Linked DNA regions of Sus scrofa: region 2 is linked to region 1. The links are chromatin contacts, called in public Hi-C maps. All regions are on one chromosome and are shown on one strand. Each heading gives the region's core, a stretch centred on a gene start, on an enhancer-like site or on the middle of the called end of the contact. The rest is flanking DNA. Distances are from core to core; before and after follow the strand shown. Region 1 holds the start of ZBTB37 (zinc finger and BTB domain-containing protein 37). Region 2 holds the start of KLHL20 (kelch-like protein 20).

Region 1 (6,320 bases), core at 2,415-4,914:
TGGAAGTGTCTAACTTTACCATAGTTCTCACAACACTGTGAATACTTCAGTACTAGGAGCTTCCTGCTTTAACAGAATTAGAATGCAAGTCTTTTTTTTTTTTTTTTTTGGTCTTTTTAGGGTCGCACCCATGGCATACAAAAGTTCCCAGGCTAGGGGTCCAATCGGAGCTGTAGCCGCTGGCCTACGCAAGAGCCACAGCAACACAGGATCCGAGCTGCGTCTGCAACCTACACCACATCTCATGGCAACGCCATATCCTTAACCCACTGACCTAGGCCAGGGATCGAACCTGCAACCTCATGGTTCCTAGTCGGGTTCGCTAACCGTTGTGCCACGACGGGAACTCCAAAATGCAAGTCTTTTGGCACACTTCTAGTCCCCACAACATCAACTTATTTTGACTAATAAGGAAGACGCTCTTTGTATCACACAGAGGTCCTGCTTTAGCGATGTCTGCATAACAGTCATTAGATGGGCAAAAAAACCCAAAACTTACCTGTCAATTTCACTGCTTGTTGGTCTAGCCACCTTGGCTCCTGAAGATCCTAAACTGTAGTTTTCCTGTCCTACAGAACCATGGCCTGTGGTGTCAATCACCATGGCTGTGACTTCCTCTGCACTACTCCCATCTTCTCCGGAAGGCTGATTCTCAGGCCCAAGCCACTCTTCTAGATTTTCAGTTTTGATGTGTACTGCTCCAAGGACTCTAACTTCATCATCACTCCGGGCCCCTCTGTCGGCTACTCCCGTCTCCACATACCACTGTCCTGCTCGGTTGATCCTCAGGATGGGCTCCCTGCTCTCGACGTCAGAACTCTGCTCAATTATCTGAGGGCTGGTGGACTCCTCAGGAGGACTGAGCTCCCTGATATCCAGCACCGTGCTAACCTGACCTCGCCGGTTTCCCTTTGGAGTATTATGTCGGGGGCTAAGAGAGCGGTTCAGATTTGGTGTAACTCTGTGAGACTCTGGAGGTCCCTCTGGATGCTTTGTCCTCGTTTGACTTAATTCAGCTTCAACCTCAGCCACATTAATTTTGAAATGAATGCCCTCCAGGATCTGTGTACATTTGTCTATAATATGCTGCATTTGCAGAAAACTGGCAGCTGTCAGGTAGCTGATGATATCTGCCAGTTGCAGGCATATTCGCCCCGTGTAACAGAAAGAAAGGAGCTGCTCGAAAACAGTAGGGTTCTTGATGACTGAGATAGAGACAGTACTCATCTCATTCAAGGACATGTGATCTCGGAAATAGGGGGAGCTGGCTGCCAGTACCACTTTGTGAGCCCTAAAAGCTTGTCCTTGCACATTGACCACGATGTCACAGAGACGTCCCTGCATGCGCAGTTGGTTTAGATGGCTTAGGACTGAGTTGCTGAAATCAGGTATCTCCAGTTGTATGTTCCCACCTTTCTCCATGGTCGTGTCTGAGGGTATAGGCAGGCATTCAACCCTGCTAAAAGAAGAAACCATATCCTCGTTAATAATTATAATTTCACTCTACTCAGGCTTTCTAATCCAAACCTATTAAAATATTATTTGGTTAAATTTCAAAATCTCTAAGTAAAAAGAGATACTTTCCTTATGTTCAAATATGGAAAAGTACCAACAGGTTTAACAGTGTAGGTTTCGCAACAAGATACCGTTTAAACCAAAAATTGATTGTTAGGCTTCTAAAAATTCAAACTATGTCCATACTTTCCTTCTTAACAAGCTATGTAACATCAAAACTGAAGTTCAACAGGGGAGGGGAGCAGTTGTGAGTTCTTATTTTTTAAGTGTTAATCATAAGGTATTTGCACACAATATAAAATCCAGTGACAATTTTTCTTTGTAGAAAGAAAGACAGCTTTTTAAATAATGTTAATTATTCACAGATGGGCTGATGAGACATCCCTTTTCTTAATACTTTACTAGATGCTACATGGGTTATGTTTATTATTTTAAAAAGTGATGAATATCCCACATGAATGTAAGCCATTATTTCTAAACTGAAAAGTCAGAGCCCCAACAAAAAGGATTTGGGTTTAGGACTGGGAGGCAAACTCTAGGTTGGGAAAAATGCCAAGCTGTGTCAGGACTCAAAATGCAGAGAACTTGGAAGTTCCTGCTGTGGTGCAGCATGTTAAGATCCAGGGTTGTCTTTGTGGTAGCATGGGTTTGTTCCCCATCTTGAGAACTTCCATATGCCAGCGGGTGCAGCCAAAAAAAAAAAGAAAAAGAAAAAGAAAAGAAAAGAAGATGCAGAGAACTTGAAGAAGGTCACATTTAGGATTAGGAAAGGGTAGGTAAACCTGCCTCTATCTAAATTCAAAGTTGGAGATTTCAGGGTGGTAACGACACTCTGATTCTGAAATTTAGTTCCCCAAAGCTGTTAATAAAATACAAGTAACAAAGCATTCATCATGTATGGCCAGTATTTTTACATTAAAAGATTTTTTAAAATAGCTGAACCATTAAGCCTGTAACCGCATCCAATAGTCTTCACTGGTTGAGAGTAGTTTGTATAAATCCCATAAAGAAGACATTGACTTGAGCTCAACGTGTTTCCATTTATCCGTAAATTTAGAAGACATTACATGGTTACCTAAGACCTGAAACTTCAGGAATTTATGCTGACTAGCTCACGGTATTGCCCCGCATTTACAACAGACTTATCAGTAAATAGGAAGTGTATACACAGCTTCTGAGAACCAACTTTAGCCAATCTGACCTTTTTCCAAAGCGTTTTGGTTTGTTTTGAAACTTTTAATCCAATAAGAGCCTCTGTCGATGCCATCATGAATTCAGATGTTTATTTTGGAGCCTACACCAGCGCCTTTTTTGTTTGCTCTTTCCGGCAATTCCCCAGTGAGGAGGAAGCCCCTGGAGTAAGTAAGGTCTTTCTCTATCGTCGGCACTGGAGGGGTGACAGCTGTAAAGAGGGAGAATAGGGAACCGCATGGGGTTGGCCACTCTGGTACTTGAGTGGCTTTCGTCGCCTTTAGGAGACGGGGAAGGGGAAACGAGCAGAAGATAGAAATGCCACCAAGGACCAGAAGCGAAAAGGGGAGCAAGGCGTGCGTGGGGCAGGGGAGCGAGCAATCAGGTGAGGGTAAAGGACCGGGAAGGGGGCGGCGCCCAGGGACCCGATCCAGGCGGTAGGCGTAGGCGGGCGGGGAGCTGCCCAGAGGTGGGTGTGTGTATCTGGGTGTGTCCGGGCTGCCGTGGGGGAGGGGGCCGCCCATCCCGGGGTCCTGAGGGAGGGGCTCGCCGAGGGGGCGGGTCCGGCAGCTCAGCCCGGCCCGGGGCCAAGAGGGTGGAAGGTCTCCCGGTGCCTTGAGGCGGGGTAGGAGGGAAGTGGCTGAACGCCCCAGGAGTACGCTGTGGCGGAGACCAGGCGAACCGGCCCCAATGCAGGGCAGCAGGACCCGCTTGCGAGGCCCGAGCCCAGTTAAGGAGCAGCACCTACCTCCGGGGGTGGAAATGGGCCGGAATGGGCCGGAACACCGTCCCGGAAGTGAAACCCCCCACCCCCTCCCCCAGAGCGGGCTACGTGCCGGAAGGAAATCACTCACCCTTACACCGCCCCTCTCCCCCCTCCCCCAGCGCTTTCCGTCCCTCGCGCCCCCTCCCCTCTCTTCTTTTCCTCCTCAGTCGGTAGGAGGGCGGGCGCTCTGTGTCACGTGGCCGGCCTGTCCACGCCCACAACGGCGAGCAGGAGCTGGTCAAGAGGTGGGGCCAGGGGGGAGCTTAGCGGACGGAAAGGAGCTACGGTTGGAGGAGGAGACTGAGGGAGGGGGAAGACTGGAGAGGGATGCTGGCGGAGAGAATGCGTCGTGACGTCACGGAAAAGAGTCCTTATATACTGGCGCCTGGGCGCCATCTCAGTCTTTCGAGGCTGCGGGTTGGCTCTTGGTGAGTGTGTTTTCTTTGTTTAAGTAAATTCTTGGTCTGAGGCCTCCAGTTTTTGGCAGTTAAAATCGCCAGTCCCTTTTAGGCCAGTCGCAGGCCTTCGCAGGGCTCAGAAGATAAGAATGGTGGAGCAGTGCGCCTTGGGTGGCCGGCGTGGCCTGATTTGTATTCGATTTGTTGGGTCGCACTGCGGAAAAACCTCGGCTCGGGGCCCTGCCTCTGATGAAGCCTGTGTTGGTAGGGACATCTGAGACTTGATGAATGCCAACGGCTCTGATGGCGGTGCTTGCCGAGTTGCCGAGCGGGTTTCTGTTAATGCCTTCTGCTCTTGCCTCTTCCCGTCTCTCAGTAAGGCCACGTGAGCCTCTAAATGGCTGCATTCCCCATTGCAGCATTTTAGTGCCCTCAGAATGCTCCTGTGAAATTTTGAGTGGTGTAGTAAAAGACCTGCAAACATGATGGGGAGACGACAATGATTAGATGTGGGGAAAAAACGAATTTTGGGAGTTCTTTGATGGCCTAGCAGGTTGAGGCTCCTGCATTCTCTGCGCTGTGGTTCTGGCTGCTGCTGTGCCGCGTAGGTTCGATCCCCGGACCAGGAATGCCCAGACACTATACTGCATGTGTGGCAAAAAAGAAAATACAAAAGAAAAAAATCTAATTTTGAAAATCCCTAATCTTTTCTAGGAATGGTGCTAGGGATGAATGCAATGTGGCTTTTGATGGCTTCTGATGGGCAGGTAAGAAACAGCTAAATGGAGAAGAATGGGATCTGCTTAGGTGATTTTTTTGTTAAGCCTATGATGGTTAAAGAGTAGTGGGCAGAAGGAATTTCTGAAAAATTCAATTCTGAGGCTTAAATTCTTAAGATATTAATGGTTAGCTTAGCAACGCAGTATGTTTCATTAGATTTCCTTTGTTTTCTAGCTAAGCGCCCAGGATATGAGAATCGCTGCTGGGGTGAGTTATAGAAATTCCCTCCACCAGGGGTGTTAGGTTGACAATTCCTTTGTGCCATAATGATGACATTTTATTTGCTACTCTTGACAGTGAGGATGACGAGAATCCTTACCACCATTATTCTAACTGAGGCACACAAAACAGTGGTTTAGAGGACATAGAAATTGCTCCTAAGCTTACATGAAACTGTTTCTTCCCAGGTTGTAAAGCGCAAGCTTAACACTGTATTTGTGGGCAAAAAGGTGAGAAACCTTTTTAAAGTCTATATACCCAGTGCTGTCCAATTCTTTGTATTTTTAGGGGTTGACAAATCACCAAATCAATGTTGATGGTTAAATTAGCGTTTTGCTCCCCTTTTCAAACCTGAAATTCTGCACCTTAGTTTTATACTTAACTTGCGGGGATCTGAAGAAACAGATACTGTGATGGTTGCATAGTTCAACAGATTGAATCATGAAAGAGTTAACATATGACTGAGTATCTGGGTTGGGAAAACTTTGGCTAATAGCATAAGCAAAGTACCACTTCTAATCTGACTTCTATTTTTGTAGGTGCTAGGCAGAGTTAGCTGAAAGGTGAAGAGGTAAGTAAAATTGTAATTGAACTAAACATTGGTGACTGGGCAAAGATGACAGAATGCCTCTGATGGGTTTTTAGGACTGCCTTTTAATACACGTGAAGCAATCCTACCATGAAGTGCTTGGACAGTGCTGAATGCATTAAGGCCAAATCCTTGTCTTGTTACCGTAAGGTGTATTGCTTTGGAAGAGCAGCCTGTGTGATGATAAGCGTATACTGACTGAACATGAAGGTCTTATATTAGCTCTATCTGATTTCAGGCATTTTTTAGGTTTCTGGGGAATAATTCATCTTTGACTACTGTAAAACCACTCTTTATTTCTTTAGGTGAACTTGTCTGACATGTCTGGACCAGCCTTTTTAGTGGGTAAGCATTAATGTTTAAAGCAAAATTTAGTAGGCTCAAAACTTAGGGTAATGCTGACAAGGTAGAATGCCTAAGCTAATTTTGTATGTTTGATTTGCAAACGTATGTTGAGCATGCTTTAGCAGGGTTTTTGTAATGATGTTGAGCAAATGTCTGACCTGAAATGAGCATGTAGACAAATCTAACACTGAAGGACCCTGTGACAAAAATAAATGAGAATTTAATGTATGATTGACCTTTTAGTGAAAGTGTCATTTCCTTTATAGGTACCCGGTATTATCTGTGGATGGCTTGTTTGGGGTAAGACATGAAAACAGTTCTTTGGCTCTTGGCACTTGGGGTTTTTGTTTTTATAATGTGCTAGTCTTAGTAATTGTGATGGTGTTTTCTGGTGTTGGACAGTTGGAGTATTGAAGCTATTTTGAAATGTGTCTGAAGAAATAATTTTTTTCAGGTGCAGATTTTGAGGACCTTTTGTATAAAGGTATGTATGTATTTTTATCAATTGTACTAGTTA
Region 2 (6,320 bases), core at 1,370-3,869, 140 kb after region 1:
AACCCAAATGCTTTTTATGTTGCAGCAGCAAGAATGACAGCCCAATAAGGAAAGAGCAGGGAAGTGTGACTGTGACCTAACACACGTAGCAGGTAGAAGTGAAACCAGAGAGCAATAGTAGGCCAGGCTCTGCCCAAGTGATGGTGATGAAAAAAAAAACCAGGAACTTAACAATTAATGGCGCCAAAATTCTCCAACATCATTTTGATTAACTGGCAATGTTATATAATAAAACAAGAAAAAAAGGGTAGATATGAGTGATTAAGCAAATATTTTATATGGAAATTATTGATAAACCAAAAACATTCCCACATTTTAAAAATTAAAAATTAATTTTTTAAAATTAATAAGCTCTTATTTTAATAATTACATAAGATATGACATTCCTGGGAGCTGAGGATGAGAAACAATCAGTGGCTTTTTGAAATCATGTTAGAAGTTGAAATAACAAAGCACTTAATATATGTGTTAATTTCTTCATGTACTTTCAAACATTATTCCTACTATAGAATAAGACAAATAAGAAGGTCTATAATGGCATTTATTATATCTACAATAACTCTCCATTTGGAGATCTCAAAGCATTTGCAAACATTCATTACTCTCAATATCCTGGTCAGATATATTAGAGAAGAAAATTGGGGCACAGAGAAGATGAATAACTCAAGGGCAATCAAAAAAACTCAGTAATAGATTTGGAAAAATATTCATATTCTGGTTCTTGTTCCTTAGTTCTAAGTCATATCCCCATCATGGTATGCTTCTTTTCTTGAAAGGGTCTGCCAGAGCTGTTTATCTTTGATGTTAAACAAAAAATAATTAAATACAGTTCAATAAGAGTGAAATGAGTTTAAAAATGAAGAAATAGAACTGGGCTGACTTTATTTCAATAACGATTTGAGTCCTATTTGTTAAAACAGATTGAGAAAAAGCATTACTAAATTCTAGGGTTGAGAAGGTCTATAAGTGTCTATATTTTCCCACACACTGTTCTATTTTTCTATGGACTAAGTTATTATGTCAAATACCTTTTTTAGTCTTCTAACAATCTTCCCTGCAATGCAGCTATTTTAATTCAAAGAACAAATGTATTAATGAACATGAGTGACATAACCAAAACCATAATTAGACATTCAGTACAGCGTATTATAAAAAATCATTATTCTTATATGGCAACAGAACCCTCTGTATTCTACAGGGAATTGAAGACTATAACTAATCTGTATAGTATCACAGTACGCATAATATTATCACAAAAAAATTACAACGCAAAAAAGAAAATTGAAGTGTTAACTACATAAAGCTCAAAGCACTCTTTAGAAATTTAAGTTCTACATTTTATTTTATTTAAAAAGCTATTAATTCCTAATATTACCTTTATTTTACAAGAATTTTTAATTCTAAACAGAATTTGGTAAGATTTGACAATCTTTTAAAAAGATTTAAATGAAGCCCTAGATTATTACGTAAATTTCATTTATTGAAACAGAAGATTTTCTTCCTAAATGCCTACCTGCGCATTGGCTTTCCTTCCATGCACCATGAAAAGTACCCTTCACCACACTCTAAAGCCGAACCTAAGACAACAGAAAAGCAGTAACTTAATAAAAACTATTTCTGATTTCTCCAGTAACAATCTCTACACATTCATCTTGTTCAGTGATAAAGAATTTTATATCCTACCATACGAAAGGCCTTTTGCAGATGCACAATCACAACCCTTAGCTAGCACCTTTAAGATGACCACCCTCACTCTGAACGCTAAAACGATTATATGGGAAGGTGAGAAAAGGTGCGCTAAATAGTCCCCCGACTGCTAGGTTAGTCTTCTCTCTTCAAAAAGTGCTTGGAGACATTTAACTTTGACAGAGTATTTACCAGATACCCCCAGCAGTACAAATACGATCAATCAGATAGAGAACACACGGGCTTAACGAGGGATATGAAAGCTCTTAGCTTGCCCAGAAGTGACAAGAAGCAGGAATAGGCACTTGCCATAAAAACAAACCAACTTCCCTTGCGATAGCCCGGGCTCCTAGAACAGAGTAGACAAACTATGGCTTCAGACTAACAGTCCCTCTACAAGCCCTTCCCCTCAGTTCCCGAAACAATGTTCATCACCCACTTGGCAAAGTCTTGAGGGTTAAGCGGGACGCACCGTATCCACTTTCTTTCCCCTAAATTCCGCCCCCGGTCTAGGGAAGCTGTCCAGGGTGCGGAACCCCACGCCCTAAGGCAGAACAGCCCAGCGCCGCCACGGGCTCCGGGGTAGGGTTGCCAGCCAGCTCGAGCGCAGTCAGGTGCCCCGCAAGGCCCAGCCCCAGTGCCCCGAACAGCCCCTTCTTGGTGCCTACTGACAAGCAGCGTGCAAAGCACGGCCCCTACCCACCTGGGCAGCCCAGCAATTTAGAACCGCAGATATTGCAAACCACTTGCTTCCCACTGCCCCAGCTCTAAGGCGGCTAACCTACCGGCTCCAACACTTTCTTGTCTTCCGTAGCCTCTTCTGCTTCCTCCTTTCGGCACCTCCACCCTTTTCTCTGCAGACGCTAGCGCAAGCAGGATGCGGCTCCCGGAGCGATTTCCTCCCCACCCTCGCTCCACTGCACCAGCAGGAAGTTGTCCTGTTCCTAAATACTTCCCTCTGGAACCCACATACTCCGACAAAGGGTTCCGGAGCAGATCAGGAAGTAGCCTTGCCCTGCTGGGGGCTTGGGTACTCTCAAAGACTGCATGTGCAGTTATCCAGTTCCTTGCACCCCGAGAGTGACCACTGTGCGAGTTCATCACTGAACTGGCAGTATCCGAATACTGAAGTCTCCTCCTCTCTTCGTTTTCCCCAGCAGAAGCCAATAGAAAGATGATAGGAGTCATGGAAAGCCAGGAATTTTGATTTATTTGTAGCTGGTGGTCTCCTATTAGCACAATCTTTCCTCTAATTGTGGACCGAATGATTGACACATGCATGTATGGGGTTTACACAAATTAGGTCCCTACTATGTGCAAGCTGCTGAGGATCCACAGACAAATCATAAACAGAGGCAACCTCCTAGATTTTCCACTGTTTAGGTTTCAAAACACCAGGGTTTTATTCAGGATGGCTATGTTAGCTTGCCCTTTCACTTAGCATTCACCAACAGACATTTAACAAAACACTTCTGTGTACCCACTTTAGCATTAGGTAGGAAAAAATATATTTTTCAATTTGTCATTTGGCCCATTTTCCTACAGCACACAGTCACAAAATTTTCACTCTATGTTTAGGAAACAAACAGGTGACAGTGTGGGGGATGCAATTATCAGTAATATCAGTGAAAGACTGTTGTTGGTTTCTTGTTGACTATATAGGCTAAGCATGAACTTAACCAGATTTTCATGGGATCTACATAGGATTGTCTAGTTGTTTCTGAACGGGAAAGTATACCTTTTGTTAATTAGCTTGTAGTGGGAAATGCATGGTATTTAGATCCAGGTATTCATAGTTTCAAATCCCAGGCCTGTGACTGACTAGCTTTAAGATCATGTTGTATATCCGGGAGTTCCTGTTGTGGCACAGTGGAAACAAATCTGACTAGGAACTATGAGGTTGCGGGTTCAATTACTGGCGTCGCTTAGTGGGTTAAGGATCCGGTGTTGCCATGATTTGTGGTATAGGTTGCAGATATGGCTCGAATCCAGGGTTGCTGTGGTTGTGGTGTAGGCCTGTGATTACAGCTCAGATTCAATCCCTAGCCTGGGAACCTCCATATGCTGCAGGTGTGACCCTAAAAAGAAAGAAAAAAAAAAAAAGGAAGAAATATCATGTTGTATATCTGGCACTTCGTAGGCACTCAACAAATGTCAGTTTTTCCTCCTCTCCTTTAAATGGACTCAACACTTACTGTATACCAAGTACCATGCTAGACCTTGGAAATACAGTTGTGAATGAGATGGACACCACCCTGAAGTGCTAGTGATCATTTATGTAGTTATGAAGGTTGACTGTCAACATTTTTTTTTTTCCATTTTAGGGCCACACCCACAGCATACGAAAGTTCCCAGGCTAGGGGTTGAATCAGAGCTGCGGCTGCTGGTCTACACCACAGCTACAACAATGTGGAATCTGAGCCACATCTGCGACCTGTGCTGCAGCTTGGTGCAACATGGGTCCTTAACCCACTTAGCAAGGCCAGGAACTCCAGAAGTATTCTAAATCATGTAAAAGGATATAGACAATAAAAGGTACAAAAATAAGCAAAATAACTTCAGTCAGTGGCAAATGCTATCTAAGAAGGTAATGTTATAGAGAGTGACTAGTTGGGGAAAGAAGAGGCTACTGTAAAAAGCGTGATCAGGAAAGTGCTCTCTGAAAAGATGGGTTGAGATCTGAAGGGTGAGGGAGAGCAATCCAGATGGAAAGCTGAGAGAAGAGTGTTTCAAGTATAGTGGCTAGCACAGGGAAGGGACCAGAGACATAAATAAGCTTGTCCTGTTCAAGGAACATTAAGAAGGCCAGTATGACTAGAAATAATATGAGATATAAGAGAGATAGGCAAGAGCAAGGTTATATATTGTCTTGTTGGCTATTGTACAAAATTCAGATTTTATTTTAAATTCTATGGGAAGGCTCTGTATAAACGGAGATATTTCAGTTCAATTTAGTTTTGATAGTTGATCCCAAATTCAAAACCTTGAAAATTAGAAGAGGAAAATGTGGATGTTCCATATTAACTATAGGAATATAGTTAACTGTCACATGTGAGAAAGAATACAGATCATTATTTCCAGAAACATTCTTGGTATGGCTGATGGTAAATGAAGGCTGATTTTATTTTTTTTTAATTGGGTACTTCAATAAAGAAATTTTTTGGAGTTCCCGTTGTGGTGCAGTGGAAATGATTCCAACTAGGAACCATGAGGTTGAGGGTTCGATCCCTGGCCTTGCTCAGTGGGTTAAGGATCTGGCATTGCTGTGGCTGTGGTGTAGGCCAGCGGCTGTATCTCTGATTCGACTCCTAGCCTGAGAACCTCCATATGCCACCAGTGCAGCCTTAAAAAAAAAAAAAAAAAAAAAAAAAAAAAAAAAAAAAAAAAAAAGAAAAGAAAGAAATTTTTCCTTGGTAGAATTCAATCATACAATTAATTAAGGGTTATCATCGAAAATAGCTGCCTTCCATGGCTAATCATTAGTCCCAGAATGACTTGTAAAGAAACAAGATGGAGGCACTAAGATGCCCTCAGTTCTTACTTTCTCATCTGAGAATTTAAGGTAAATTTCAGGTGCAAAGTAACAAGACTAAGCTAGAAAGCAGTGAGTTTTGAGTTGTGCAAAGTAACAAGACTAAGCTAGAAAGCAGTGAGTTTTGAGTTGATGGAAGGAAAAAGATCAGGATGAGTGCATGTATGATGTGATTTTAAGTAGATTTAATTTAAATTGGATCCATAAACTTGGATATCTTATGTAAGCAACTGACCCAAATTGTGTTTATATAAACTCTGTAAAATGGAAAAAAAACATTACAATATCCATGGTGCCTTAGGAAGTATTGGATAATAATCACCACAAATTCTATAAAAGTAACCAGATGTCTTTACTGACATACTCTAATCTTAAAAATAAAAACACCAGGAGAGAGAAATTATTCCCACTCTACAGATGAGGATGATGAGGCATATGTATATTAAATGACTGACTTAAGATCCTGCAGCTAGTTAACTTTAAACAAAAAAGTGATAAAATATAGATTGAAAACAAAATCAATCCATTGCCACTCCCCCTCACCGGAAAAGTTTTAAAAATTATCGCTATGAATTGTAGGAAACTGCACAGAAAAGAGAAATATCAACAAGATGAGAAGGAAAGCAGTGAGTTTTGAGTTGAGGAAAGTTTTGAGTCATTCTCCTACTGAATATTTGCAACACATATATCTGATAAGGGGTTAATATCCAAAATACATAAAGAACTTAAACATCTTAATAGCAAAAAACAAACAAAAAGTAATCAAAAACTGAGCAATCTGACAGGTATTTTTCCAAAGAAGACATATAGATAGCCAATAGGCACATGAAAAGCTGTTCAGCATCAATAATCATCAGAGAAATGCAAATCAAAACCATAATGAGATATCACCTCACATGTTTTGGAATGGCTATTATCAAAAAGACAAGAAATAACAAGTGTTGGTAAGGAGGTGGGGGAAAAGAAACTTTAGTATACCATTGGTGGAAATGTAAACTAGTGCAGCCATTGTGGAAAACAGTATGGCGATTCCCCAAAAAATTAAAAATGGAACTACCATATCATCCAGCAATTCCACTTCTGGGTATTTATCCAAAGAAAA

Evidence for each region. A called contact is a pair of places that touch in the nucleus more often than the background predicts.
Region 2: a Hi-C map of skeletal muscle shows a contact between it and region 1, with 6 times the contacts expected there. The contact joins the promoter of KLHL20 here to the promoter of ZBTB37 in region 1. A contact is called at or near these places in 2 of 47 Hi-C or Micro-C datasets (heart right ventricle and skeletal muscle) and 2 of 2 datasets of contacts at active chromatin or transcription factors (alveolar macrophages and skeletal muscle).

Annotation. Positions count from the first base shown.
Region 1 is chr9:116,146,578-116,152,897 of Sscrofa11.1, reverse strand. ZBTB37 (zinc finger and BTB domain-containing protein 37) reads right to left here and starts at 3,664. Exons shown (of 5, transcript XM_013989614.2): 1 at 3,561-3,664; 2 at 2,717-2,917; 3 at 500-1,459. The coding sequence starts at 1,422. LOC110255511 (a long non-coding RNA gene) reads left to right here and starts at 3,765. Exons shown (of 11, transcript XR_002335927.1): 1 at 3,765-3,900; 2 at 4,585-4,637; 3 at 4,825-5,099; 4 at 5,409-5,440; 5 at 5,764-5,803; 6 at 6,070-6,103; 7 at 6,258-6,287.
Region 2 is chr9:116,001,861-116,008,180 of Sscrofa11.1, reverse strand. KLHL20 (kelch-like protein 20) reads right to left here and starts at 2,619. Exons shown (of 12, transcript XM_005656716.3): 1 at 2,472-2,619; 2 at 1,514-1,577. The coding sequence starts at 1,536.